Regions from separate parts of the Mus musculus genome. Here all the other regions are linked to region 4. A link is a contact called in public HiCAR-type, HiChIP or PLAC-seq and promoter capture Hi-C data. All regions are on one chromosome and are shown on one strand. The core of a region is the stretch at or near the end of the contact, and the rest is flanking DNA. Distances in the headings are between cores, read along the strand shown. Region 1 holds the start of Slc6a17 (solute carrier family 6 (neurotransmitter transporter), member 17). Region 2 holds the start of Strip1 (striatin interacting protein 1). Region 3 holds the start of Kcnc4 (potassium voltage gated channel, Shaw-related subfamily, member 4). Region 4 holds the start of Atp5pb (ATP synthase peripheral stalk-membrane subunit b). Region 5 holds the start of Lamtor5 (late endosomal/lysosomal adaptor, MAPK and MTOR activator 5). Region 6 holds the start of Rhoc (ras homolog family member C). Region 7 holds the start of A630076J17Rik (RIKEN cDNA A630076J17 gene).

Region 1 (3,863 bases), core at 610-3,109, 1.6 Mb before region 4:
TATTCAGGATTAAGGTTGTCAGCAAGTGGCTATGATGAGACAAGGGACTTCTATCTGATATATATACTTACCTTCTTCCCCAAATTTCTTCTTCCTAGGTGTTTTGTTTTTGTTTTTGTTTTTTTGTTTAGTTTAGTGACAATACAGTCACCCAATAATTGCCATTTATCAAGCACATGTGACATCAAATAATTTAAAATAATCATCTTATGTGATCATAACAGCAACTGTATAGGATTGCATTTTCTTACAGTATGCACCGTTAGGCTCATTAGGTTATAAATCCTACTCAGGGTATGTAAGTGATGACAATCTAGATTAAAAAAACTTAGGCTCACTGGGCTCAAAAGTTCTTTGCAATCATTACACAAACTCTAAAACTCCTTTCCTTAAAACCACCTTTATCTGAGGTTCTCCTTCCTCTCGCCCCCTCTCTGCATCTCAGTTGTCTCACTGGGTTTGTTCACCTCCTCCACACCTCTTACATTACTCACTTCTTCCTTCGGTGTACCTCCATCCTGCTGATTTCCTGGTTAAGTCCACCAGAACATATGTTCTGTGAGGGCAGGGATCATGATGGGTCTTCCCTGTAACATCCATAGGACTGCAACAGTGCTCAGCAAACAATAGACTTGCTAAATACTTGTTAACTAAAAGAACCATCTATTGGCAGAGATCATTCTCAATGGGTATCTTTCATGTCCAGATGTCTCACGGGCCAAGGAACTGATGTTTTTTTTTTGTTCCAGTAAGGACTGGAGGATCTTTGCACAGTAAACTGGTGGATCTTTGCATAGCGATCTGCTTCAGAGAACAGAGAAGGTGGAGGGAAGTGTTGTTTGCTGTTCATTATGATAAAAATTCTGTAGGGGCAAATCACCTGTGAGTTTTCTTAGAGTCCACTATAAAACATTTAGGCTTCCCTAAACTTGAAGCCCTCCCACAGGACTTGAGAAACTGATCCGAATCTGAATCATTTCACTTGCAATACATGTGCTTTGTTTCTGGCCCCTGGGCTTCTGTGTCTTCAGTCATCATCCATAAATCGGTGGCCAGCCAGCTAGTTAGACTGAAGTACAGACTATCCCAGTACTTGCTTCTGGTCTCCATCATGATCTCACTTCCTCCACCCCTTCCAAACAGGTACTTGTTTGGAAATACCAAAGGTCCTCTAGAGCAGAGACAATTATTTCAGACTCCCGAACAGCACTTCTAGCCAGACAGGCCCTGTCACTTTTTGTCATTCGCCAGCTGTTTCTGCTCAGGCAACCACTTGTATGCACATAGTCTACACTTTTGCATTCACCCTGAGCAAATAAATACATTCCCTCCACAATGGCTGCCTTTCCTCATTTTGTCTACGTATCCCTTGGGGCCAGCATCCTTCAACACCTGTTTGGTACCCAGTCACAATTTCCCTCTCTCTTACTGCCCTCACTAGACTCATCTGTCAGGTTTTTGAGTTGTGTAGAGGTTGGCCTTGTGGGGTGATAGGATGGAAGAATGCCAGGGGGAAGGGGCAGCCAAAGGTGGGAATCGAGGCACCATCCACGTAGAGATGGAAAGAATAACCACTGAGTGGGACTGGAATCCTGAGAGGGTCAAAAGAAGGTGAGTCTGTAATGACAGGTGAGGTCCTCGGCTCAGGAGGCCTTTGGCCATGGCAGTTTATTTTCCTGAGAGCAGATGCCTAAAGAGAGCCTTCGGATCTCAAGAGGCTTCTTTCGGCAACCCCTCTCCTGCTCCCTACCCACCACTCTGTTTGGGTCCGCCATCAGAGCCTCGCACGCAGCCGGGGAGCCTCGCATTGACGCGGGCCCGCGCGTGAGTCAAGCCTGCGTCACGGCGCCCCGCCGCCAGGGTGGCCTTTCGGAAAGCGAGGGAACAGCGCGCGCCGCGCTCCGCCCAGCTCCGTTCCGCTCCGCAGAGCCGACGCGGACCGGGCACGGGGACGACGGCACTCGGCCGGGGCCTTCGCAGCCACGCGCTCCCTCCGCGGCGGGATCTGAGCCCCGGGGCGGCTCCCTAGAGCCCCGAGCGAGCGGAGGGCGGGAGCAGGGTTGGGACTCACGGCGACGGAGGGAGCGACAAGCCAGCTGAGTCGCGTGCGCCGGCGCGCGCAGCTCCAGGTCCCCCAGCCCCAGCTGGGGCCTGTCGCTGCCTGACTCCCCTTGCCCTCGGGAAGGACGGTGCACCCACGACCCGTCCGGGACCACGGCCACTCGGCGGAAATCCAGGGGCCGAGTCCGCGCGACGGCCCACGCGGGACAGGTGAGTCGCTGTTTGCTCCCCGAATGGCATCCCTGGGACAGCCACGGCAACTTTGCTTGCGCGGCCCCGCCTCAGCCTGAAAGGCCTGAAAGCGTGCAAGGCGGCGCTTTCTCTGGGTCCACACGACCTGCGCTGGCTCAGGGGCTCCTCCTGCCGCTCCAGCCATCGTTGCCTGGCGACGGAGGCCCGGGGCGGCGACGTTCTGGCGCGTCAAGGGTGCACGGCAGCTCCTGCACAGGTTGGACTTGAGCTTCAGCTTCTGGAGCTCAGGATGCCCCAGAACTCCGGAGGTAACAGGACAGCTGAAGAGGCGAGCACTAATGAAGAGCCAGCGAGGCCAGCTCGGTGGGTCCCTCCGCCTGGAGCGCGCCTAGGGCGCAGCCCCACGGGGAGGCTCCGGCGCTGCTGGAGACCCCAGCCTCAGACACTCGGCCACGGGCCCGTGACCTTGACGGTAACATTGGCTAGAGAAGCAGAACGTTCGCGCCCGAGATTTAATTCCCAGCCCTGGGGCTGCTCCTCAGTGAATTTGGGGCTAGAGTGGAAGAGCCCTTCCTCCCAGGAGGGAAGCACATCTGGGGACCGAAAGGCAGAGACAGGTGATGTGCACTGGGGGCCACAGTCTAGAGGGGCCAGCTGTCTGGAGAGAGGCCTCCGCCACATTTAAACCTGTGCAGACAGGGCTCTGAAGGGATGTTCGCAGTACGTCAGGACTGCTCCCCTAGGGGCGCGGCCGCCTGAGAAGGAAGCCTGATGCTTCATCCTCTTTAAAAGCCCAAACAGCTCTATCTTGTGTTCAAGTTCAATTTTGAGGCTACTCGGACCCAGTAGCAGTCAAGTGGGTTTTATTCTTTGAAAACTTCCCTCCCTCCCTCTCTTCACCCTCCCTCCCTCCTCCTTTCTCTCCCTCTGTCCTTTTCTCTTCCTCCTTAGAAATAGTTTAATGGGACATGTGAATTAGGAAATTTCTACTATGGGAGGCAGTTCAGTTGTGAACAAGAAGCAGGTTGGATTGGGTTGGGTTGAGTGGGGATGAAGAAGAAAGACTGTTATTGCCCTTTTAACAAAAAAACTGCCAGGGACTGAGAAAACCCTGCAATGGCTCCATAAAAAACGGTACCAAAACTTTAGTATCTATTTTGGTGGGCTATGTGGAGCTTAAACATCTTGCACCTCCCGCGGTTCTCACATTATACCATCTAGTAAGTTAGGTCCATCTCTTGGGAGAGAAGGACTTTCAGGTCACACCTGGTTGCCCTTGGCTGTGGACAAGGCCATCAGAGGTTTTAGCTCCTGTGTTCCCTTTTCCTCTAATGGAGCAGCTGTGGCTAAGTAGGTGGTTGAGTCGAATAGAGAATTTCTGCAGCTTAGCCTTTGGTGACTCAGTGCAGGAGGGGAATCGTGCCCACCAGCTCTGATTGGAGTTGGCTTAGCCTGAGTCACACAGAGTCGTGTGTCAGCTGTTTGTGAGTTCCTTGGAGTTCTTTAGCAGGACTCGTGAGCTGGAATGGCCTGAGCTTGCAGGTAGTGTAGGGGTAGCCAAGTCTTCAGAGTAGATCTCAGTCTGCCTGCTGTTAAGGAGGGCCTGTTGA
Region 2 (3,905 bases), core at 889-3,388, 1.7 Mb before region 4:
TGACCTGGGAGTGGTAGCACATGCCTTTAATCCCAGCACTCGGGAGGCAGAGGCAGGCAGATTTCTGAGTTCGAGGCCAGCCTGGTCTACAGAGTGAGTTCCAGGACAGCCACGGCTACAGTGAAACCCTGTCTCTCTCACACACAGAAAGAAAGAAAGAAAGAAAGAAAGAAAGAAAGAAAGAAAGAAAGAAAGAAAGAAAGAAGAAAGGAAGAAAGAGAGAAAAGGGGGGAGGGGGGAGACTGGTGTATAAGGCCCAGGGTTTAATTTCAATTCCAGTAACATACACAAAGTTATTCCATCAAACTACACCCCTGTATCTGTAACCCATGTGTTTAGGGCCAAAATGTTGGCTTTTGCATCTCCACTAATTCAGGCTTCATCACTAGTCTTCAATATACCCAACAAAGACACAAATGAAGAAGGAGATAGAGGTGGGGGGAGGAGGAGGAGAAGAAAGAAGGAGGAGGAGGAAGAAGGAAGAAGGGGAGGAAAAGGAGAACAACAACACACAAAGATTTCATCGATGTGAACATTGTAAAGAGAAACACATAAGGTGTTTACTGATCCCAAATCTGTCTTTGGGGAAACTTACTTTAGATTTAAATAGAATTAGAATTGAGATTGAGGGCGGGAGATAGGAAAATTCCAGCAGACCTGGGCAAGTGTGGTCTGGTTATCATCCTCTCAGTGTTGGTTCTATGAGATGGTAGAAGTCCTTTTTACTTAAGGGACAAGCTGGTTCTCAGGAGTTGATTCTTTCTCCTCCAGGGTGCACAGGCCATGATAGAAAGAGCTGTTCGTCATCCGGGGATGCTGTGTTCTGTGAGGCTTTGCCACTCCTGATGTCTAGAGGGTTGAGGCCAGTGACCAAGAGTCTTGTACCTGCTTCTTGGGGAGGGAGGTTTCTGGAGGAGGACACTGTAAAAAGTAACATTAAAACCATCTTGGTTACTCCTATGTGTTTGGCACTCAGACGTGACGGAGAATGAGGTGAGAGGCCACCATTTTTGGATGATTGCTCTTTGAGTCAATACAGATGTGAGCAGGTAATTCAGAGTAAACGAGACAGCTACAAAATGAAGGCAGAAAAGCAAGAGCCACTTCTAAGGGATTATTAAACACACCCTCATTTCCCCATGATTTCTCTGTTATATTTTCAATTTCAGTTTTATTTATTCATTTGTTTATCTCCCCCATGTGAATGTAAACTCCACGAAGACTAGAATCCTATTTTTGTTCATTATTATATCCTTAAAAGTATTTGTCAGTGGCTTGAGGACAGATACAACTTCATACTGTTATCCTTAGCCCCCAAGAGTCTCTCTCTCTCTCTCTCTCTCTCTCTCTCTCTCTCTCTCTCTCTCTCTCTCTCTCTCTTTCTCTGTCTCTCTCTCTCTCTGTCTCTCTTCACTTCAAGTTCAAGACAGGGTTTCTCTGTATAGTCCTGGCTGTCCCGGAACTCACTTTGTAAACCAGGCTGGCCTCGAACTCAGAAATCTGCCTGCCTCTGACTCCCAAGTGCTGGGATTAAAGGCGTGCGCCACCAACGCCCGGCTTTTTCCCCTGTTTTGATAAGTGAGATTATTAACGTGGCTCCAGAGGTGTCTTGGATGGAGTTATAATCTGATAAGTAAAACCAGGAGTCCCCAGGGTTGCACAAGGTGTTTCTTACAGAGTCCTACTGACTTGGAGGTTTTTCAGCTGGAAGGTTAGAGAAAAGCCACAACCAGTTGTTAATTGTACAGAAATTCTTTGCTAGGAAAACGTGTCAACTAGACCCATGAGTCAGGAATTGCTTTCTTTAATGATGTCTCCCTAATTTCCCCTTTCATCCTGCCTCACCTTGAACAGGGAGGGCTCTAAAGACAGGCAAAGCGATGATAGACAACGAATTAAAGTGTTAAGTCTCATGGATAAAAAAGACATCTAAAGGGATTCCTGCGAGCCCAGCCGCACGTCTCCGGCTTAGTTCCACGGGAAGGAGGGAGGGGAAACTAAATGACAAAGCCAGGAAAGACCTTGGGAGGTGATTGGCAGTTGCGGCTTTCGACACACGCAGCCACACTGAATATGGCGATTGGGGAAATTTCCTGGAGGAAATCACGCGAGAGTTGCCTGACGGGAGGCCGTCCGCGAATTGAGCCGGGGGTGTGGAGCAGCCAAGATGGAGCCGGCAGCCGCCGGTCCCGGCCCTCTGATTGTGAACAACAAGCAGCCGCAGCCGCCACCTCCTCCGCCGCCTGCCACCGCGCAGCCTCCTCCTGGGGCGCCGAGGGCCGCCGGAGGCCTCCTGCCGGGGGGCAAAGCCCGCGAGTTCAACCGCAACCAGCGCAAAGACTCGGAGGTCAGAGCTGCAGGGGGGCGAGGCTGGCACCGGGCGGGTGACAGAGGGGGTCCCGGGAGACCGGGGCGGCATCCGGGCCCAGCCGGGCTTCCCGACGGCTTGACAGGGACCCTGGGAGCTGTCACTTTACCGGGAACCGTGCAGTTAGCTAGGCTGGCAGCCGCCACAGCCCCGGGGAGGAAAGCCCGGAGCCCTGTCACCAACTCTGCTGCGGCCGGGGGAAGAAGGTCCCCGAGCCGGGGATGGCCGGTCGCCCCCGGGGGCGTGGCCTGAGGCACAGCCCTCCTGGGGTGCAAAATCGGTGGTCTGCTGGCTGGTTAGCCCCTCATCCTTTCCGGCCTCTGATCTTAGCAGGGTGGTGGGCCACGCCAGTTGGCAGCGAAGGGACCCAGGAGAGTTTAGCGGGCGCTTAGAACAGGGCTTCTCTCTCTAGTGCTGCTTGGCCGGCCCCAGGTTGTGTGAGTAGCAGAGAGAGCACATTGTGGCTTCCCTCCGAATTTTAGTCAGCGCTGGATCAAACCGCGGCCAGACATTGCCAAGTATTTTTGCATGCCCAGTGAGCCCAGTTGCTGAGCTGTGAAGGGATCAGAAGTACACAAAGGGCGCCGGATTCTCCTCCTTGCTAGTGAGCTGCGATTCCCTTTGCCCGCGCTGTCTGGAGCTATTCACCTCGCCCCAAGTTAAAATTCCTCCCACTGCTTCCGTTTGCAGAATTCATGAATGAACACACACCCGTCTCGTCGCAGCATTTCAGGGCTTCCTCATCAGCACATTCATTCCCAGAGCGCTTACTACGCAATCTCCTCCACCTGAGACAACTTCCAGTGTGATGAACAGCCAGGCACTTACCGAGAGGGAATTCCTCAAATTCAAATTTGATGCTTCAGCTAGTACCAGATACTAAAGATAGTGTCTTTAAGCCTAAGAAATCAGTTCCCTCCAAACATTTTGTTGTTGTCGCAGGCTCAAATTCTGATAACTTATGTCACAAAGGAACAAGCCCAGAGTTGAGAGGATGAGTTTAGAGTGGCTTTTTTGAAAAAGATGGACCTTTTAGGAGCCTTTTGTTGTGGAATGATGGGTGATCAGTGGCTACTTCTCAGTGATCTCTTAAGTACGAAGGAGTATGGAAGTTAAGTTTGTAAGACCTTTAATGACCAGACTTGTCCAGGTTTTCTGAAGAGAACCCTGAGAATTGAACTACACCTTCAAATTTCTCTTTTTAAATGTTTGAGTGGACTGGAGAGATGGTTCAGTGGTTAAGAGAACTTGCTGTTCTCTCAGAGGATCCCAGCACCCAAGTTGGGCCGCTCACAACTGCCTATTAGCACACTAGCTCCTAGGGATCCAGTACTGTCCTTTTGTCCTCCATGGGCACATGTATACACACACAGATAAACACATAATACATTTAAAATAAGTGCTTTAGGGATGGCGGGATAGCTCAGCAGGTAAAGTAGTTTTAAATTTTCCTGAAAAGCCACAAAATAGTCAGATAAATACCCTTTTGTGCATTTTATTTTATTTGTTGTTTGTTTGCTTCTTTGTTTTTTGTTTT
Region 3 (3,711 bases), core at 181-2,680, 1.5 Mb before region 4:
TGGAAGCGGAGGCGCGCAGGGGCGGCGCGCGACGCTGGGCACTGGCTGCTAGCGGGTTACGCGCCTCCGCTGGGCTGGGATGCGCGGATGAAGGCTGAGCTCTGCTGCCCGAGCTCCGCAACGCCCCAGGTCGGCCTTGCGCCTCGCAGCGCCGCGCCCACCCCGCCCCGCGGAGGGTGCGCCCTGGTCAGGCGAGGCCGAGAGGAAAAGGCGCCACTTGGAGCGTCGCATCCTCTGTCATCGCGGGAGGGAGTCGCAGAGCCCTTTGAGCCCCATTCCTCTGGCGCCCAGGCGCTCCCTTCCCTAGACCACCTCGCGCCCGCCCCTAGCAGGGAGCCAAGGCCGGCGCCCCGCCCGGAGATGGGCAGACGCGCAGATGGCGCGGCTCCCGGCGGCGCCAGATCTCAGGAACCCGGCGCCGGGGCGCTGCGCTGAGGCTCCCTCTTGGCGCGGCCCAGGAAGCCTGCAGGTGTCCTTGGCCATTCGGCCACCGCCCGGGACACTCCGCCAGCACCCGGTGCCTGGCTCTTCAGAGCAGCCCCGCCCTCCAGGCTCTGCGCCGCGCAGGACGCCCCGTCTGAACCCCCCCTCGTCCCGGCGCGGCCCCCGCAGCGCTGCATCCAGCCCGGCGCAGCTCCCGGCCACGGACGCAGGACCCAGGCTCGCTGCTGCGGGCGCGCTTGTTTTCCTGCCGCCTGGTCCTGAGCAACCCCCACCCGCTGGTCCGTCTCGCTCGACTCAACCCCGCCCGCCATCGGTGCTCCGCGCTGGATTTATGAATGGGGGGAACGGGCCACATGCCCGCCACCGCCGCCTCGAGTTGACCGCACACTGCCCGGCCCCGCAGAGCTCTGGCTACCGTAGGAGCATCCGCCCGGCCCCGGTAGCCGCTCCGAGGACTTGTTGCTGTTACGCTGCTGCCTCCGCCGCTGCCGCCGCCCGGAGAAACCCTGCCGCCTTCGGGCTCGCCGCGTTCTAGGAGCCAAAGGGTGGCCCGTGTGAGTGTGAGCGCGCGCGCCGCGGACCCTCGCAGTGCTCTGGGACTGTGCGCTTCTCTGCCTTTCTGGGGTCGGGGGGGCGTGTCCCCGGCCCAGAGCATCCTTGTGCTTGCCCCTACCTCCTGGGACCCCGGACCCTTTGGTTTGAGTCCTCGACCCAGGTCTTCACCTCCTGCCTCCACTAGGTTCTGCCTGCCTAAATCCCAACCACCTGTGCACCACAGAAAGCCAACTCTTCCTGCTCCGCGCCCCGGGGGGGTTGGGGGGGAGGCAGGGGCAGAGCCACTCCGCAGAAGGGGCCGCTACCACCTCCTGCCTCCTCCTCCTCCTCCACCTCCTCCTTGTCGTCTCCTCCCCCTCCCCGTTCTGACGCTGCCTCCTTGGGAAGGGTGTTTGGAGGGCAGCGGCCGCCCCAAGCCGGAGCCCCGCAGCGCTTCTTATGATCAGCTCGGTGTGTGTCTCCTCCTACCGCGGGCGCAAGTCGGGGAACAAGCCTCCGTCCAAAACATGTCTGAAGGAGGAGATGGCCAAGGGCGAGGCGTCGGAGAAGATCATCATCAACGTGGGCGGCACGCGACATGAGACCTACCGCAGCACCCTGCGCACCCTACCGGGCACCCGCCTTGCCTGGTTGGCGGATCCCGACGGCGGGGGTCGGCCAGAGTCGGATGGCGGCGGTGCAGGCAGCAGCGGCAGCAGCGGCGGCGGCGGCGGCGGCGGGGGCTGTGAGTTCTTCTTTGATCGGCACCCGGGTGTTTTTGCCTATGTGCTCAACTACTACCGTACGGGCAAGCTGCATTGCCCCGCAGACGTCTGTGGGCCTCTCTTTGAGGAAGAGCTCACCTTCTGGGGTATCGATGAAACAGATGTGGAACCCTGCTGCTGGATGACCTACCGGCAGCACCGCGATGCTGAGGAGGCACTGGACATCTTCGAGAGCCCGGACGGGGGCGGGGGTGGCGCAGGGCCAGGCGACGAGGCTGGCGACGATGAGCGGGAGTTGGCCTTGCAGCGCCTGGGCCCCCATGAAGGAGGCTCTGGCCCTGGTGCTGGGTCCGGAGGGTGCCGTGGCTGGCAGCCCCGAATGTGGGCGCTCTTCGAGGATCCCTACTCATCCCGGGCGGCCAGGGTGAGTGGCAGAAGCCAGGATCTCCCCATCTCCGTGCCCAAGGGTTTCTTGGTGTTAGTGTTGGTAGGTCAGATGGGGAGGGGGTTGGAAGGAGACTGACGTACCTGGCAGACGATAACTACCTGCCTCCTAACACCCACCCTCCTTGGTCTCCTGCATGCTCCATCAGGAAATTGCACACACTTAACTTACTACTTGGACCTGATCCGAGCTGTCTGCTCTGGCACATGCCCCTCAGTGAGTGGCAAGCCTTCAACTTGAGCATTTCTCACTCCTTTTTGATCAGCACAATTGCCCTCCACAGGACCACAAAGTCCTGGAGAGCTTAAACTTGGCCTTTTTCAGGGGTGAGGCCGGATCAAGAGAAGGAACCGTGGATTATGTAGGACACTTAACCTGTTTCTATCCTGCCAGCAGCTCTGTATGCAGGCGCCTATGGATTTCAGAAAAGGGGGGGGGGGCATAGTTTCTAGAATACCTGTCTCATAAAGGACAGAGATTCCCCAGAACACAGGCCCCCTCTCCTGAGAGAGGGCATTTTCTCCTAGGAGCAGGCCATGTCCCAAGGCTTTCTGTACCTCAGTCACAGCCTGGCTGCTGCTGACAGGAGAGAGAAGTAGACAGGAAAAGCCTCCCACTTTAGGATCCCAGGACAGTGGCCGGCCACAAGCTTCCTGGTGATGATACCAGATTTGTCACTGCTCTTTTGTTTCTGCTGCAGCACAAAGTGGCTTCCCAGAAAGCCCTGGTTCAGGTTACACTGGAGATGAACGTGTGCAGAGCAGGGGAAACAGGTTGATTTAGACAAGACCTAGTGTGTGTCCTGAAGGTAGGAGGGGGCCCTAGAAAGGTATGTATCTATTCACTCACTTCATTCTCCCCTGGCAGCTAAAACCCCGAAGAAGGCTTTAGACTTTAAAAATAGAAAAGCCTGGAGGTTGGTATCTAATCTCATAGCCTTCACCTAAAACCTGTCTGGGAGACAAGGAAAAAAAGAAAAAGAGAAAAGCAGTGTGTTTGCTGTGTCTGGGGTATGCTCAGTGTGTTTGCTGTGTCTGGGGTATGCTTCTGGAAGCCGAGGCTGGATTGATTGATTCCTTTGGCACCCCAAGTTGTCATGCTAATGAGTCTCAAAGCCTTTCTCACTACCTCTCTTTAACACCCCATGGGCTGGTCCTCACCCTAATCATGGGAGGAAAAGTTCCACTTCCTACCCAGGGGAGAGCTCAGTGTTGAAGATTGCAGCTAAAGGGATGGGTTAGTCTGGTGTAAATACCAAGCCAAGGTAATGCATCTCCTACCTGGAAGAGAAAGGGGGTAGAGGTCTTAGCAAGAGGTTCCCTGCAGGACGAGGGCTTGAGGTAGCCACTGTAAGTCTGATTTCCAAGCCCCTGTCTATCTCCGCTGCTTTGTTTTGTGGCTTTGTCATCCTAAAATCAGCTAGGAAGGCAGGAACACAGTGATGCCCCTGACCAGTGCCCCTCTGTTGTGAGCTGACCACCCCTGACAGTGTCTTTAGCTTGTCTTTACTAGGAAAGCGAGTCAGGCACAAGTCATTGAGACAAAGTTGGGGGTAGGGAAGAA
Region 4 (3,843 bases), core at 1,212-3,711:
AGAGCTCAGGACAGTGACAGTAGACACAATGTCATCATGCTCATACTTGCAGAACTTGCTGACTATAAGTGTCTCGTTCTCATCTAGCTCCCACAATTCAACAGCACCTGTTGGGGACAGAGCGGGGTGAGGTGCAGACAAGGGAAGCATGAGCCTGGGTTGTACCAAGGCAGGAACTCCTGCCTAGGACTCAAGCAAGAATTGCTACTGAGCCAACTGTAAAAGCAAAGTCCACGTCACTAACGGCTTAGCTGACTTCCAGGCCGTTTGGTTTTGTTACCCTACTGCTTTCCTAACAGGCCAGATGCCTATGAGGAAAACTCCTGGAGATAGGGAAATAAGATGTAAAATCAATTCTAGTGCTTCCAGAAAGCAGGTCCTAAGCAATCGGTTCCCAGAGAGCCTTATTTAGATAACAGTTCAGTGACGATGTCTCTTCCCAGGTATGCAGACACTAGTAAATATTTGCTTACATAAAATGTCTTGAAATACTTCTAAGATTTATATTATATATATGATCACACTGTCACTGACAAACCAGAAGAGGCCATCTGATCCAATTACAAATGGTTGTAAACCACCATGTGGTTGCTGGGATGTGAACTCATGAGCTCTGGAAGAGCAGCCACTCACTGTCTTGAAATATTCTAATTTCAACTGTCAGTCTCATTCACTAACATTCTACTTTTCAATTGCCATGTTCTACCTAACACTTAAGAATGTTTGTATGTGAGAGAGATGTTCTGATTTTAAGCGCACAGGTGTTTTGCTTTCATCTATGTCTATTCATCAAGTGCATGCAGTGCCCATGGAGGCCAAAAGATGGCACTGGCTTCCCTAAGACTGTAGTTACAAGGTTGTTAGTGGAATGTGGGTGCTGGGTGTCCAACTTGGGTCCTCTGAAAAAGTAGTTAACACTTATCACCACTGGATCATCTCTCCAGACCCAAAATAAATCTATTTTAATCTTTGAGACAGGGTTTTCCCTACTTCCCTACGTACCTATGGCTGGCCTGGAACTGGATATGGAGAACAGGCCGGCCTCCAACTCACAGAGCTCTGCCTGCGGCTGCTGGGATTACAGGCAGCACCTATACCCAGCTTCCACCAACTTATATAAATTCTGACTTTCTTTAATCTGCTTAATTCTGAGAACTCCATACACGCATACAATGTAGTCTGACTATATTCATCCCTAGCTTGTCCAACATTTACCCTCCATCACCTACCAACTTCATTTCTTTGTCTTTTTTAATGCCAAAGCCTACATTTCTCAGCCTGACACTCAAAGAAAGGTGGGATTAAGGACTGTCCAGTGACAGAGCAGTTGCCTAGCAAGGTGAGTCAATTCACAGCACATAGCAAACACAACAGCAAAAGAAAACAGGAGGCTAGGCACGGTGGCACACGTCTTTAATTACAGCACAGAGGAAGACTTCTGTGAGTTCAAGGCCAGCCTGGTCTACTTAGTTTCTGGGACAGCCAAGCCAATAAGGTAAACAACCCTGCTTCTAAATAATAAAACACCTTTTCCCATCCTACCCTGTACCCAACTCTTCAATTCCAGGGGAGGGGGATCACTCACCTGAATCAGAAGCCACTAGGATACCTTTGTCCCCCACCCAAGTGAGGTCAGCTACTCCAGCCTCGGTCTGGACGCCAGCAGAGCAGAAACCTTCGTTGGGGGCCGCACTAGGATCCTTGAAAAACCACAGAGAACCTACCCAGCAGCGACCACTCAGGCTGGAGACCCCGAGCAGAAGGGAACCATCTACGGTGGGGAGAGCAAAGTTATAAGGTGTCAGATGGAAGGCCTTGTTTCTATGGTAACCTCACAGAACCCCGTGGCGGGACCAGTCTGAATCTGAGATCGGATTTGTGGAGCTGAGCTGGGGCAGGGCCAGGACGCCAGGTATGGCCGAGGAGGGCCACACGGCGCTGGGAGGACTCGAGAGGGTCAGCACCGGGAGAGGGCACCCGAGACTGGGGGTAAAGGGGCTTCCAGGCCCCGGGATCTCGGCTCACCAGACCGGTACCGTGCAGCCTCCAATTGACGTTCCATGCATGCGGGCGCATTGGGGGGCAGGTTCCACTCGCGGGCCGCCGGGGGCACGAGCGGAGGAGGGGTGTCCTTCCGCATCTCCACGATTCCAAATCTAACCTAGACCCAGACTCGACGAGAGACCCTGACTCGGCGCCGGAGGGACCGCACACGTGGTGTACCTCTGCGCAACCGCCCCTCTCCGAGGGAATTCGCTCTACTTCTCGCGAGAATTGTGTCTACCCTTCCAGCCTGCTTTTCCGTCTCCTGTCCCCGCAGCGGGATTTTGTTTGTTTCCCTCCCTCAGCCCCACCCATTTTTTCTCCTCTTCTCGCGATAGTGGGGAGGGGGCGGGGAAAAAGCCGAGAACTTCCGAGAAAAAGCGAGCTGATCTCTTCTCGCGAGATGTGCGAGCGGCCATCTTGCTCCTGCCCCTGACAGGCTCGGGTCGGGGTCACAGGGACACGGAGCCCGCTGTCCCGCTCTTCGCAGACAATGCTGTCCCGGGTGGTGCTTTCTGCTGCCGCCACAGCGGGTGAGAGACGTAGAGCCTAGGTTAGCGTAGCAGGGTGACTAGGAAGAAGCCAGGCCGGGGAGGCGGGAAGCGGGTAGAGGACGGACTGCGGCGTTTGGGCCCGAGCTCACCCACGGGAGCGATCTGGAGAGCTCCCGGGCCGCCCAGCATCTCAGGGCGCGGCAGAGACGGATGCCAGGGCCGACACCCGGGAAGGTAGAAACGCGATTTCTCCTTGACTTTGCTAACCTCCGTCTTGTGTATTTCCAGCCCCGTGTCTGAAGAACGCGGCCGCCCTAGGTCCAGGGTGAGTGTCACCACGTCTTATTCTCTTTCCATTTCCTAGCGTCAAGCCAAAAATTGCTGTTTTCCTTCACGTTAGCCAGCTTGCATACTCATTCGGACGTTTGTTCTTCTAATTGCCTTGAACATGATCCTGTTCCTTCCTCTGACAAACACCAAAGAGAGGCTCACCCCTCGTTGTGACCTTCAGCGACACACAACCAAGTTACTGGCTTACTTACCCCCAAGGACAGATCTGGTTAAATACAGCAAAATAAAACCTATTGTTTTGGGTGTCTTCCAGATTTCCATCTTTTATTAACCATATCAGGAGGCCGAAAACACATATGGCTTCGTAAATGCTTGTGTTGATGATCACATAATGTGACAGTGGATAACTTTGTGGAGATCACAGTAACAACCCTAGTCCTAGAGACAGCTACACAGTAGCTCCATCCTCTAATCCGTCAGTAAGACTCAACTCGTGAGGATGCTTTGAGTCTGACTACTTTCACTACCATTGTTACAGCATGAAGCCGCTGCCCACAGTTCTGAAATGGACAATTTCACTAGGCTTTCAGTCTTAACATCTGTTTTTATCCCAATACAGTCCATTCTCAATGTAGCAGAGAGATCTTGGCAGTTCCCCCCACTTAAAACCCTTCAGAGCTCATATCCCTATTGCAATAAAATCTAAACATAGCAAAACCAAGAAAACCTGAATTAACCTCATCTGTGTCTTGGGTCTTTTTTTATGTACTGTTAATGCCAGCCCTGCTTTCTCCAAAGAATGTCAAACTCTTTTTTTTTTTTTTAATAATTTTATTTTTGTGTGCGTGTGTGCTTGCAGAGGCAGAGAAAAAGGTATTAGATCTGCAGCTGGAGTTAGAGGTTGCTGTGGGCAGCCCAGCATAGGTTCTGGGAACCAAATCTGGTCCTGTGAAGAGCAGTAAGCACTCTTGACCGTCTTTCAGCTTTAAGCTCTTTGGTTGTCATTCACCTTGTG
Region 5 (3,758 bases), core at 222-2,721, 1.3 Mb before region 4:
CTAACTAGGAAATCCCTATTTTTACTGACAATAACTTACTGTTGAGAGTGGCTGGACTAGCAGCCAGCATCATCCATTTTCAGGGTTATTGAGGCAATTAAGGAAATAGTGTAGCCTGACTGTGCCTGCACAGGGAATGCATTCAGTAAAGATGTCCTTATCTAAAGCCCTTTTCTAGACCACTTAAAATTTATTCAAAACCATTTTAGTAGGAACAGTTGTAGAACTGGGAGGAACATTTCTGCCTTTAAAATGCAACTGAAAGGCTTCAACCATCTACTCTTACTTGGAGATAGTCTCTATGCCCTAAAGGTAACAGGAATAAAAGCTAGAAAATAGTAGCAGTGTAAGTTAAGGCTCTCAGAACTTCAAAGGGAGGCTGGTAGGAGACACTTACAGCCCAGATTAAGTCCTTGTGAATCTGTGCATAGGACTCCAACAATGGATGGATTCTTCATTCTAATTTTGGGAGCACAAGAAAGATGAACCAGATGATGTGAAGAAAATATTTCAAATTACTGTAGTAAAACAGATTTTCTATGCACCGAGTATTAAGCACTTCAAATCAGCCCTTAAATTTTTTCGCCCCCTTTCAGAGGACAAACTGTGAGTTGTTTAAATAAACAAAACAAAACCCAAACCATTTTCTCAGGCACCTCTGCTTCACAAAGACACAAACAAGGCAGTTATCTTTAGGGCTCTGTCCTTGGTATAGAAGCATGCTCTAGGACTGCAACTCCTGAAGACAACTGTTAAATCTCAGTAACGGGAATTGCTCCTGGAGGGGATTAAGAAGCTCAAGGAGGAGGTGTCTTCTTGTAAGCCACTTTACACCTCCCAATTTTAAATTTTACAGAGATAGCTGAAAAACTTTACGGATATATTTACTTCACAAGCGCTGAGCAACTGACGGGCCACAAACGCGGGAAGATGTGCGTGAAAGTGCTTTGGCACTGCGGGGGCTCGATTTAGCACACCCGGGGCATCCTTCCCCAAACTTAATCCGTTTCCCAAACTTCTCAAGAGCTACTCGATTCTGCGAACACGCCTAACGAAACTTTACTACCCAGTAACGAGCGGCCCGGCCGTAGGCAGAAGTCACCCGCTCGCCGCCCCGAGTGCCCCAAACGCTTCCGCAGACACTCGCGGTCCATGCCGCTGTCCCATTCCAGCTCCCCTGTCCGGAGCCCAGGACCGGCCGCACGCACTACTCACGTGTCCTCCAAATGCTGCTCCAAAGTCGCCTCCATCCCGCAGGCTGTCCGCCCCAGGCCAGGACCCCGCAGCAAAACACTTCCTCCTTCACCGCAAACCTCGATCACGTGACTTGACCGAGGCGGGCGCCTGGACGGCGTCTCCAGAGGGACGAAATTCAGCGCGGCGCCGCGTCCGCGCTCTTTACGAAAAGGCATAGCTACTACCACAGGACCAGTGATGGCTGGCTTTCGATTGGGGGTGCTGGGCCTTCAAAGCAATCTGTAGTCGGGCCTCAGGGCCTTTTCCTGACCTAGCACTTGGACTTAGTGATTTTTAACCTTTGGATTTGGTTCAAGCAATTTCCAGTCCTAACCAGACGTAGACCTGGTTTAAATTTTAAAGTAACCAGCAGGTCTGGCATGGTCTCATCTATGCAATAGGCCAATCGCTAAGAAGACAGTGCTCAGTTTCTGACCCTAGGTCAAGAGGCTGAGGTGTATACTTTACCTATCAAAGCAGAACTGGCCTCCAGGTTCTGCATCCCTCAGTTCCCACCTGGCATACCTTGCCCCCAACCCTGAACTTTCCAGCCCAGGGGCTGGGCTGCCCTTCCCTTTCTATAGGGCTCCTTTCTATAGAATCCAGACATTTTGGTCTCCTTCTCCTTTTCTCTCTCTGCACACATTCCCCCTTCTCTCTTTCTTCCTTCCTTTCCCAGGAAACTTCGCTGGCCTTGGTCCTTGGGGCCAGTGAACTCACCCACCGGCTGGCAGCTTCCCAATAAACCTGCCTTTAACATCATCTACTCTGGTTTAAATTGATTCATTTCACCAACATCGGAGGAGAAGTAACCTATCACACAGGGCCGATGGGGAGGGGTGCACACACGGGACTAAAGGAAGAGATGGCACACGTTGAAACCCCAAACTGCGTGCTGGGAAAGTGTCAGAATCTTAACATTGGTACCTTCTTTGTTCTCGTAGGTTGGCCTCGAATTCTCCCACCTTTGTCCTGTGATTTACTGCCATGTGCCATATTTAATTTGCATTGATACTTCTAATAGCTAGGTCATGGGAAGTTTTAGGGGGAAGAAATTAGGTTTAAGTTTTAGGTGTTAGTGAAGACCGTGTATTATTACTTTAAAATAACTGAGCTTTAAAATTTTTATTCCCTTTTCTGTTTTAGAGACAGTATCTCATATACCCCTCATTGCCCTCAAATTTGCAGTGTGTCCGAGGCTGGCCTTGAAGTATTGATCTCTCTGCTTTTACTTCCCAAGTGCTGGGATTACACCAACATGCCTGGGTTTAAAAACTTTAGAATAAACTAACCACTCATAGTCCTACTGTGAAGAGATGATAGTTTGATAAGGATATTTTGGAGACTATCTTTTCCATATGGCTATCTTTGCAAATGTATTATTTGAATTTTTTTTGTTTTTTGTTTTTTGTTTTTTTTTTTTTTTTGTTTTTCGAGACAGGGTTTCTCTGTGTAGCCCTGGCTGTCCTGGAACTCACTCTGTAGAGAAATGTTTTTTAAAAGCAAAATCAATATACATACTATATATACAATTCTGAATTATGTAGCAGGGATTCTTCACAGAATTTATTATAAATACCTTTTCAGGACAGTAAGTTTTTATTTACTTTGTTTGTAATAGTTGCAAAACACACCAACTTTGTTATCATAGCTACACCTAAAGTGAACTTACTGTTCATTAGTGACCAATTAAGTTGCTCTTGTGTCCCCTCCCTACCCTCTGTCCTGGTGGTACCAGGTTCTGTGCTGGTTGAATATTCTTTAGCCCAATATTGTGCATTTAAATTTTTTCTTCATGGTTAATTACTAGAAATAGAATTGTTTGGTCAAAAGTTATGGTCATTTTCAAGAAAAATATATATATGTATATATATTATTTACATGAAGAAGGGTTTATGAAAACAAGGGTGTGTCCATGGCTCATCTCTACCCCTTCCTGTGTAGCGTGCCTTGCACTTAGCTTCCTCTAGCAATCTGATCTCTGGCATTTACTCAGTCTGTTTTTTGATCTGGTGCCCATAATAGAAGAGGCCAAGGCTTAGCCACCCGCTCACCATTCACCATATTGTTAAAATGAAGCTCGCAGAATTATTATTACTTTTTAACTTTACAGTGCAGGGTTATCTCTAACATGTGATTCTCCTGCCTCAGCCTTCTAATGCTCTAATATGAGCCCCATATTTGGCTATGCTTCCAGAATTGTGTGTTTGTATGTATGTTCATGTGTGTCTTGATGCATGTGTATACTTGGATTCAGTGTGTTTGCAGATATTCATGCACGTATGTGCATGTGCAGTTGGGGGTCAGAGGTCAGCCTTGTCTTGTTCCTCAGGTGCCATTAAACTCTTTTGTTTGAGACAGGGTCTATCGATAGTTTGGGGCTTGATTAGGCTAGCCTGACTGGCCAGCTTCCCCAGGGATCTCCCTGTCCCAACCCATCTCAGCCTTTTCAATGTTGGGATTACATGTGTGCCACCATGCCCCAGGCAGTTATCCATGGGATCTGGAAACCAAGCCCATGT
Region 6 (3,496 bases), core at 6-2,505, 1.2 Mb after region 4:
TCCCCACCTACTCCCATTAATTCAACCAGTCTAGCTGTACACAGGCTGGCGGGGACAGCCCCAAGCCAGGGTGGGCAGTGTGGATGGAGCGTGATCCCTAGGACACTTAAACACTAGTCACATCCCCATGCGTGAGCCCCGGCTGTCCCACAGCAGCAAGGCGGCTGAGCATCTGATGGTGGGAGGCAGAGGCCGGAACTTCGTGGCTGTGTTAGAGCCTCCAGCTCCGAAGACTTTGCATCTAGGCTCTGCTTAGGCCAGAATAATTGGGGACTCAGGCCAAGCCGGGACATTAGGCCGAAGGCCAACATGGCATGGATGGCCTGGCTAACACTCCCTGTGAAAGGCGGCTCCAGCGGAACTGCCCCACTAACCCTAAGAGAGACAACGAAAACTTCACCCAGGGCCGGGAGAGGGGTCTGGAACTTCTGGGACCTTCCCTAGGACAAGCCACTAGCCTTCCTTATTCTCTTGATTTCCCAGGTGATCCAACAGGCCTTTGTACTCTGCTCCCCCCGAGATCTAGGCGAGGAATCACTCTTCGGGCAACACCTTTTCCTTAACTTTAAAGCCAGAAGTCAAGGAAGAGCTGGACTCCAGCTTTCAGCCCAATTCCCTAACACTCCCTAACTTCCCAAGAGGGTACGAGGAAGAGTTGGGGATTGGGGTGTTTTGTTCTTCCCCACCCCCCTTCACTCTCAGACACATATACACAACACAGGAGCGGGATCTTTCCTAGTCTTCTCAACCTCTCAGCTCAGATCAGCTCCAAAACCCGTCTAGGGCGGCGTCCAGACCCGCCAAGCAGTAGCAGCCTCCAGTGGTCACATCCCATCCCTATTCCCGCCATTCCCCATCCCAGGCCAGAACTCCCACCCCTAGCCAGCCTGAGGCCCTGTTTCTTACTCCCTGCCCGGAACTGGAGCGTCTGGGTTGAGTCGCTCACGGAGATCTAAGTGTGTCCCTGGCCCAGCTAGGGAGGTCCAGAAAGGAAAGACTCAGAAAGGGAAGGACTCTGGGCTCTGGTTCGAGAGCTTGGAAGGCTAGAGCGCCTGGCCCACAGCTTGGGGCGCTCTCTCTTGCCTGGCCCGGAACACCCCCCGCCCCCCAAGCCGCTCCCGGAGCGATCCGGGAATCGGGAAAGTGCTCTCCTCCGAGGTCAGTTCCCACGACGCCTCGCCACCCACCAGCTGGGGCCCCGGTACCTTGGGCTCCACCGCCTCCAGCTGCGCGGCCAGTGCCGGAGGCTGAGACTGACCCGGGCCCCGCCCCACTCTCCAGCACCGCTCTGGGGCGGGTCCATCAAGGGAAGGGGGGGGGGGTCGACGGGGGCGGCCCTTAGCTTGGCCCGCCTCCGCTCCCGGCCCCGGGCGGCCGCAGGTCACCCCGGCTGAGGACCCGGCAAGGGGCGTAGGGCTGGCTGGAGCTGGAGGAACTGTGCCCGGAGATGTCTGGATTGCTGGGTGGTGAGCGGGCGGGTGGGACCCCGGATAACTCGGCCTCTGCCCCACTTCCAACCCGTGGGGGGCGGACCAGCTTCGGGAAAGTTGAGCGGCTTCCAGGGTGGGGTCAGCGAGGGCCACTGCTGCCCTCGCGTGGCCATCCAGACCTCGAAGCTCCAGTATTTCCTACACCCTACCCGTGACCGAGGGGATGGGTTATACAGAAGCTGCCCACTCTCTTATCCAGGAATCACTGCAGTAAGTGCAACGTGACGCTATCCAGAGCCCTGGAGACCTTTTGTGATCTGCAGTCCCCAGCCACCATCGCCTTAAAAGTCCCTTCCTTCCTTCGCTGGGAATTTCCCGACGTCCTGTTAAGAGCACACTCCTGGAAGTGCTGCCGTGTCCTCAGCTGGAAACTGACCTCACACTCCTATTGTATTGTTGTGCTGTTGATCCCAATCTGAGGTGTTACTTACCTGATCCTGTATCTCCTTCCTTATAAAGAGCCAAAGAAATGGGTGTATAAGGAAATCTACCAATGCTTTATTTACTAGTGCTGGATACTTTAAACACACAGGTCTCTAACTCTGGAATAAGTTCACCCATACCCGTTCCCTTTTGCCTGTAAAGAAAATGAAGCCCAGAGAAGTGGTTTCTCACTATTTGTGACAGCAGGAATTTCCAGTGAGGTGAGCCACGATGACACACAAGAAGCAAAGGCAGATGGATCTCTATGAGTTAATTCCAGGCCATCCTGGGCTACAAAAACTAAATCAGTCAAATTTACAAGCAGGCCTGTGAGGCACCCAGGCAGGTGCTGGCTGCCTGCTGCCTGCCATGCTCCCCCTCCTACCTGCCCTCTGTACCATTCAACCAAACTCTGCTCGTCATAGGTTTCAACAAGTATTTCCCAGAATAAATGTATGTCATATGGAGTCTACTGCAGGTGCAGCTGGCCGGGTGGTTCATGCCTGTCATCTCAGCACTCCCGAGGGGGCAGAGTTACCACAAATTCCAGGCCAACATAGGCTGTGGAGTGAAGCTGTCTCAAATCCAGGCAGACAACATACGTAGACACTCACTCAGGATTGGAAGCATGGACCATACATTTGATAAATCATATAACTGAGGTGAAGGGTGTTTTGTCCACCAGGCCTCTGAATTCATTCAGTAAACATTGGTTGAATGTGAACTGAAAACTATGTACTAACCATGAAACTCTGCCTTCAGATAACGTATAGTCTAGCCCAGCAGTGGTGGTGCATGCCTTTAATCCCAGCTCTTGAGAGACCAAAGCAGGAGGATCTCTATGAGTTTGAGGCCACCCTAGTGTCCCAAAACTACTTAGCTAATTCTAGGACAGCCAAGGCTACACAAAGAAACCCTATCTTGAACAAAACATAGATAAAAATAAGCAAACAAACTTACAGTCTAAATGAAGAACAGACAGTCGAACATAGCTAACAGTTCTTGAAGCTTTATTATGTGAACCTTGTCCTTCCCCACCCATACCATGTTTAGTTCTTACGAGGCATTATTGTTATCTACAGTTTAATGAGGCGTGGAGGCTCAAAGAAGTTAGTGTTTGGGGGTCAAAACACTCAGACTTACAAGTCCCTGCTCTTGGGGCTGGAGAGATTGCTCATGGTTAAAAGCACTGGCTGCTCTTCTAGAGGACCTTGGTTCAATTCCCAGCACCCACATGGCAGCACACAACTGTCTATAACTCCAGTTCCAGGGAGTTTCAGTTCCAACACCCTCATACAGACACATGCGCAGGCCAAACACCAATGCACATGAAACTAAAAATAAATTAAAAAAAAAAAATAAAGAGTCCCCTGCTCTTAATGGCTACTTCCCATTGGCTCCTCCTACAGACAGTTATAATCCTGGAGGTAATTGCCTTGGCAGCATCTAGGGGCTGTAGGGTACTCAGTCCTGGAGAGCAGATGAAATAGTCAAGAAAAGGTAGTGTGGGATATAAACTAAGTTGGAGCTATGACAAGCCAGAGTTTGGAGGCAGGAGGGTGGTAAAGATAGTGAAACAGTAG
Region 7 (3,910 bases), core at 897-3,396, 1.3 Mb before region 4:
GCTGGCCTAGGGTACACTAATGGTGTCTTCTGGGATGTTTTCCCTGACCAGGGCTGGGCACTGAAAGCAAAGAACTGACCTGGTACGAAAAGCTCCTTTCCATTCCAGATGAGGACAATATGATGTCCAAGCACGGAGTATCACTCAGCGCTGAGAAGACATAAGGCACAGATATGCTTCATAGCACGAGGGGCCCTTGAATCATTAGACAGTGGGAGCTAGTCATAAAAGGTTACATTGGTACAACTCCACTTATGTGAAAACTCCACAACAGGCGAACCCACAGGGGCAGGAAGCAAGTCATAGTTGGTTAGGATTGGGGTGGAGTGAAGGCAGAAAAATGGCGAGGCACTGTAAAGGGACTCAGGCTTCTTTAAGGGTGACAAGAACGTTCTAAAATTAAATTGTGGAGATGGCCGTACAATCTGTCAGCATCGGCAACATTGCTGAAGTGTATGGTTTGTGAGGGCAAATGGTGTGCTATATGGATTACACCACAATGCAGCTATTTTGAAAGTGTTAAAATACACAAAGTTGAAAAGAGGAAGGTTAGCAAAAGTGTCTTCCCCCTCCCCCGACTTCAGGATCCTGAAGGAAGGACTGGGTGCGGTGCGGCAAGAAGACCCTCAGAGTCTCCTGTGGGGAATGGGTGCGCTGGGTGCTGCGAAGTGGCTTGACTTCCCTTCAAACAGGAGGGCGAGGAGAATGGATACCTTATTAACTAAAGCTACATATAGCGTCACGTGACCCAAACCGCATATAGTCAGCCCTCCGGACCCTGGGGCTCTTCATGGGAATTCCACCAACTGTGGATCAAAATATTAAAAAGTGCATCTGCATTGAACATGCGTTGAGCTTGTTCTTATTATTCTCTGAACACCACACATATGGCCGTGGGGCACGGCACTGTGTTCAGTTTTATAAGTAACCTCGGAAGAGTTAAAGCGTGTGAGACGATGAGCACAGGTCCGTGTGATCCCACGATGCTTTCTATAAGGGACCTGAACATCCTCAGATTTTGCTATCCACTGAGGGGTCCTGTGAATTCCAGGGTTGTTGTTGTCTCTTCTCTTGCATACTTGGGATATTCAATTTTCAACCTCGGGCAACAACTCCTTGAATGGAAGTTCTGATTATACATGGGATTAGTAGCACCCAAGTGGCCAGGATGGGGTGCCAGTCTGTTGTGACTGTGGTGTCTTTAAATGAACTCGAGGATTGTTTTTCCCTTCCCTGGAGGGCACTGCCCTGCCCACCTTGGCAGGAGCAGAGAATCTAATATAGAGTTAATGGACACCTAGTCCTGCCTGTATCTCTGAGCTGGTTGTACCCCTGTTAGGATCTTGTCATGCATGGTGAGCACTAGGCAGGAGCGAGGCTGTGATATATGAAGCACACCCTCACTGTCTGCTCCCCAGCTGGGGCTGTTTAGCTCCAGAAGCCCACAGCCACTAGACCACGGAGGCAACGAATTTCAGATGGGTAAGCATGAGCTCCCCCATATGACTTTACCTTCAACATCTGTAAAGAAAGCACCATATGTTCCCACTCCATGTGGCTAGCACTGCTTCAACCTCCCCTAGCTCTCCTGCCTAGCTGAGAATAGCAAAGCGCTTGGGTCTTGGGAAGATCATGTGGCCCATGTCACACAGGGCATGAGACTCAATATCCATTTCCCTTAAAGTCCTCGCTCTCTCCCTCCCCCCTCGCTTTCTCTGTGTGTCTCAGTCACCCTCCCTTCCCCCCCACCACTCTCTCTTTCTCATCTCATCTTATCAGGTACCCTTGGACATCCTGGAACTCATTATGTAGTCCAGATGGGTCTCAAACTTACAGCAATCCTCCTGCCTCTGCCTCTCAAATGCTGGGATTACAAGTGTGACTACTATAGCTGGCTGCCTAGGCAGGGAGATGCATTGAAGGATAAGGAGCTGTGAGCATGCTTCAGGAGCCTCTGAAATTCTGTCACAAAAGCAAAGTCCAAAGGTTAAATAAACAGACATACCTGCAGCTGTCATTTCCTTTGCTCACAGTGCAAGCTGCTGTAGTCTGCATGTCTGATTCCTGACAAGGGGCAGGCTGTCCAGAGCTTAGCATCACAGCCAGCACCAGCTGCTTCCTAGCTTGGGACTTTGGTCGGTTTACTGAACTTTCTGTGTTTCAAGTTCCCCCTTTATTAATGGCACCAGCATCATCACCATCATCATCATCTGCTTCTTGGGGTGGCAGTGAAGATTAAGTGTTAGCGAATGGGAAGTGCTCAGGATATCATCTGCCCTGTGGAAGTGTCACGGGGGTGGTCAGCTACTCATCTTTCATCCTTATGAAGGCATCACAAAGAGTCAGCTTTCAGCTCCTTGGCCCAGCCTCTGGGGGCTTTTGTGCCACACCCCTTACCAAACTTCAGAGCTTGGACGCCTCTCCTTAGTTGGGAAAACCAAACATCTGGGAAGAAAAGCTTTCTGGATGCCTTTCAAAGGCCCCAAATAGTAACTTAACAGCAAGAAACCCCTGTGTGTTCAGTCAATGTTCATTCCTTGCCAAGTTCAAGTTCACACACAGGTTCCTAGAGGCGGAGCCTGATAACAGCTGTGATTAGAAAGAAAAACACACTAACCGTATCTCCCTGAGACCCTGTTAAACTGAGAGGCATCGATCGTGAGTGAGGTACAGTGTTTGCTCTGTCTGGGATCTTAGCACAGAGCTGTCTGCACAGTGGACTCTGGTCTGCCCTGGCTTTCCCCAGACTCTGGGCAGAATAACTGTATCAGGAGCATACATTCCCTGGCATAGGCCTCCCTGGCAGCTTCCAGCTATGTCAAGGGGCACAGGGTGGATTCTGGGGTTACCAGCAGGATTCATTTGCATTTTTCTGGCCCCTCGCCAGCTCTCTAGCTATGACTCCCACATGAGACTTCTGTACCTTTTACCTTCTTAGAAGCCCCACCTCAGCCTGTCAGTCAACCCAACCATTGGAGGAAACTAATTCAACAAATAACGAAAAATTAACACTGCTTTGCAAAGAGAGGTAGCTCCCATTAGCTAACCCTCCAGTCTATGTAGAGTGTGGACTTCATATTGAACAAGTATCATCATGGCTGCCAGCCTAGCTTGTCTTGTCTACCTGGACTGGGCAAGCGGGACAAGATTTTGATTCCCATGTTAAAAAACAAAAACAAAAACAAAACCAAAAAAAAAAACAAAAAAACAAAACCCAAAACACAACCACAGCAGCTGGGTGTGACGATGAATGCCTATGGCCTCAGTGGTGGGGATGCAGAGGCAGGCTGACCCTTGGGGCTAGCTAGCTGGCCAGTCAGCCAAGCTGAATCAGCAAGCTCCAGGTAAGAGTGAGAAATCCTGCTTTGTAAACAAAGCGGAGGCCTGGCGGGACAGGTCAATGAGTAGAGGCGTGTGAATGCATGTCTGATAGCTTGAGTTTACACCTTGGATCCCACAGGATGGTTGGAAGAGAATCAACCCCTGAAAGTCGTTCTCAGACTTCCATGAACACAATAGTGCACACACCACACAGACACACAGACACAGACACACACACACACACATACACACACAGACACAGAGAGACAGAGACAGAGAGAGAAAGAGACAGAGAGAGAAAGAGACAGAGACAGAGAGAGAATAAACAAGATGGAAAGCAACTTTGATACCCAGGTCTTTGCATGCATATTCATGTGTGCGTCCCTGTATAATCGCACAACATTCGAGCACCACAAGAAGTACCAGGGTAGTAAAGAAGACAGGAAGAATGGGGCGTGTTCCTTCCTCCTCCTTGGTGTTTGAGACGTTGATGCTTGAGCTCATGTAGCACAGGCTAGCCTCAAACTCACCATGTGCCCCAGGTTTTCCTTAAACTCACTGTGTAGTCAACAATGACCTTGAACTTCTG

What was found. Promoter capture Hi-C pulls out the DNA fragments that hold promoters and counts their contacts. HiCAR-type assays count read pairs that join an accessible place to other places. HiChIP or PLAC-seq counts read pairs in DNA pulled down with a chosen protein or histone mark.
Region 1: a contact with region 4 is called in a promoter capture Hi-C map of hippocampal neurons, with 2.4 times the contacts expected there. The contact joins the promoter of Slc6a17 here to the promoter of Atp5pb in region 4. A contact is called at or near these places in 2 of 39 promoter capture datasets (cranial neural crest and hippocampal neurons).
Region 2: a contact with region 4 is called in a promoter capture Hi-C map of stem cell-derived epiblast-like cells, with 4 times the contacts expected there. The contact joins the promoter of Strip1 here to the promoter of Atp5pb in region 4. A contact is called at or near these places in 6 of 39 promoter capture datasets (the C10 cell line, embryonic stem cells, liver and 2 more), 1 of 484 Hi-C or Micro-C datasets (double positive thymocytes) and 1 of 115 datasets of contacts at active chromatin or transcription factors (stem cell-derived neural progenitor cells).
Region 3: a contact with region 4 is called in an RNA polymerase II HiChIP or PLAC-seq map of embryonic stem cells, with 5 read pairs. The contact joins the promoter of Kcnc4 here to the promoter of Atp5pb in region 4. A contact is called at or near these places in 2 of 39 promoter capture datasets (embryonic stem cells and hippocampal neurons), 2 of 115 datasets of contacts at active chromatin or transcription factors (astrocytes and embryonic stem cells) and 1 of 9 other capture datasets (adipose tissue).
Region 5: a contact with region 4 is called in a HiCAR-type map of astrocytes, with 4 times the contacts expected there. The contact joins the promoter of Lamtor5 here to the promoter of Atp5pb in region 4. A contact is called at or near these places in 7 of 39 promoter capture datasets (the 3T3-L1 cell line, cranial neural crest, frontonasal cranial neural crest and 3 more), 1 of 484 Hi-C or Micro-C datasets (embryonic stem cells), 4 of 115 datasets of contacts at active chromatin or transcription factors (the NIH/3T3 cell line, astrocytes, embryonic forebrain and 1 more) and 2 of 9 other capture datasets (adipose tissue and liver).
Region 6: a contact with region 4 is called in an H3K4me3 HiChIP or PLAC-seq map of bone marrow-derived macrophages, with 4 times the contacts expected there. The contact joins the promoter of Rhoc here to the promoter of Atp5pb in region 4. A contact is called at or near these places in 3 of 39 promoter capture datasets (the 3T3-L1 cell line, embryonic stem cells and pre-B cells) and 3 of 115 datasets of contacts at active chromatin or transcription factors (bone marrow-derived macrophages, embryonic stem cells and pancreatic cancer cells).
Region 7: a promoter capture Hi-C map of liver shows a contact between it and region 4, with 2.9 times the contacts expected there. The contact joins the promoter of A630076J17Rik here to the promoter of Atp5pb in region 4. A contact is called at or near these places in 3 of 39 promoter capture datasets (hippocampal neurons and liver), 1 of 115 datasets of contacts at active chromatin or transcription factors (embryonic stem cells) and 1 of 9 other capture datasets (adipose tissue).

Annotation. Positions count from the first base shown.
Region 1 is chr3:107,516,014-107,519,876 of GRCm38.p6, reverse strand. It overlaps Slc6a17 (solute carrier family 6 (neurotransmitter transporter), member 17), which reads left to right and starts at 1,859. Exons shown (of 12, transcript NM_001293689.1): 1 at 1,859-2,271.
Region 2 is chr3:107,629,943-107,633,847 of GRCm38.p6, reverse strand. It overlaps Strip1 (striatin interacting protein 1), which reads left to right and starts at 2,138. Exons shown (of 21, transcript NM_153563.2): 1 at 2,138-2,347. The coding sequence starts at 2,168. It overlaps Gm10961 (a long non-coding RNA gene), which reads right to left and starts at 2,247. Exons shown (of 3, transcript XR_375960.3): 1 at 1,846-2,247; 2 at 658-921.
Region 3 is chr3:107,456,617-107,460,327 of GRCm38.p6, reverse strand. It overlaps Kcnc4 (potassium voltage gated channel, Shaw-related subfamily, member 4), which reads left to right and starts at 1,430. Exons shown (of 4, transcript NM_145922.3): 1 at 1,430-2,127. The coding sequence starts at 1,438.
Region 4 is chr3:105,957,881-105,961,723 of GRCm38.p6, reverse strand. Atp5pb (ATP synthase peripheral stalk-membrane subunit b) reads left to right here and starts at 2,461. Exons shown (of 7, transcript NM_009725.5): 1 at 2,461-2,576; 2 at 2,826-2,862. The coding sequence starts at 2,537. Wdr77 (WD repeat domain 77) reads right to left here and starts at 2,226. Exons shown (of 10, transcript NM_027432.3): 1 at 2,026-2,226; 2 at 1,586-1,771; 3 at 1-107. The coding sequence starts at 2,140.
Region 5 is chr3:107,276,571-107,280,328 of GRCm38.p6, reverse strand. Lamtor5 (late endosomal/lysosomal adaptor, MAPK and MTOR activator 5) reads right to left here and starts at 1,471. Exons shown (of 4, transcript NM_026774.2): 1 at 1,216-1,471; 2 at 398-459. The coding sequence starts at 1,412.
Region 6 is chr3:104,786,793-104,790,288 of GRCm38.p6, reverse strand. Rhoc (ras homolog family member C) reads right to left here and starts at 1,255. Exons shown (of 5, transcript NM_007484.2): 1 at 1,206-1,255.
Region 7 is chr3:107,228,850-107,232,759 of GRCm38.p6, reverse strand. It overlaps A630076J17Rik (RIKEN cDNA A630076J17 gene), which reads right to left and starts at 2,146. Exons shown (of 3, transcript NM_001256174.1): 1 at 2,006-2,146; 2 at 80-150. The coding sequence starts at 2,018. It overlaps Prok1 (prokineticin 1), which reads left to right. Exons shown (of 3, transcript NM_001357885.1): 3 at 1-844.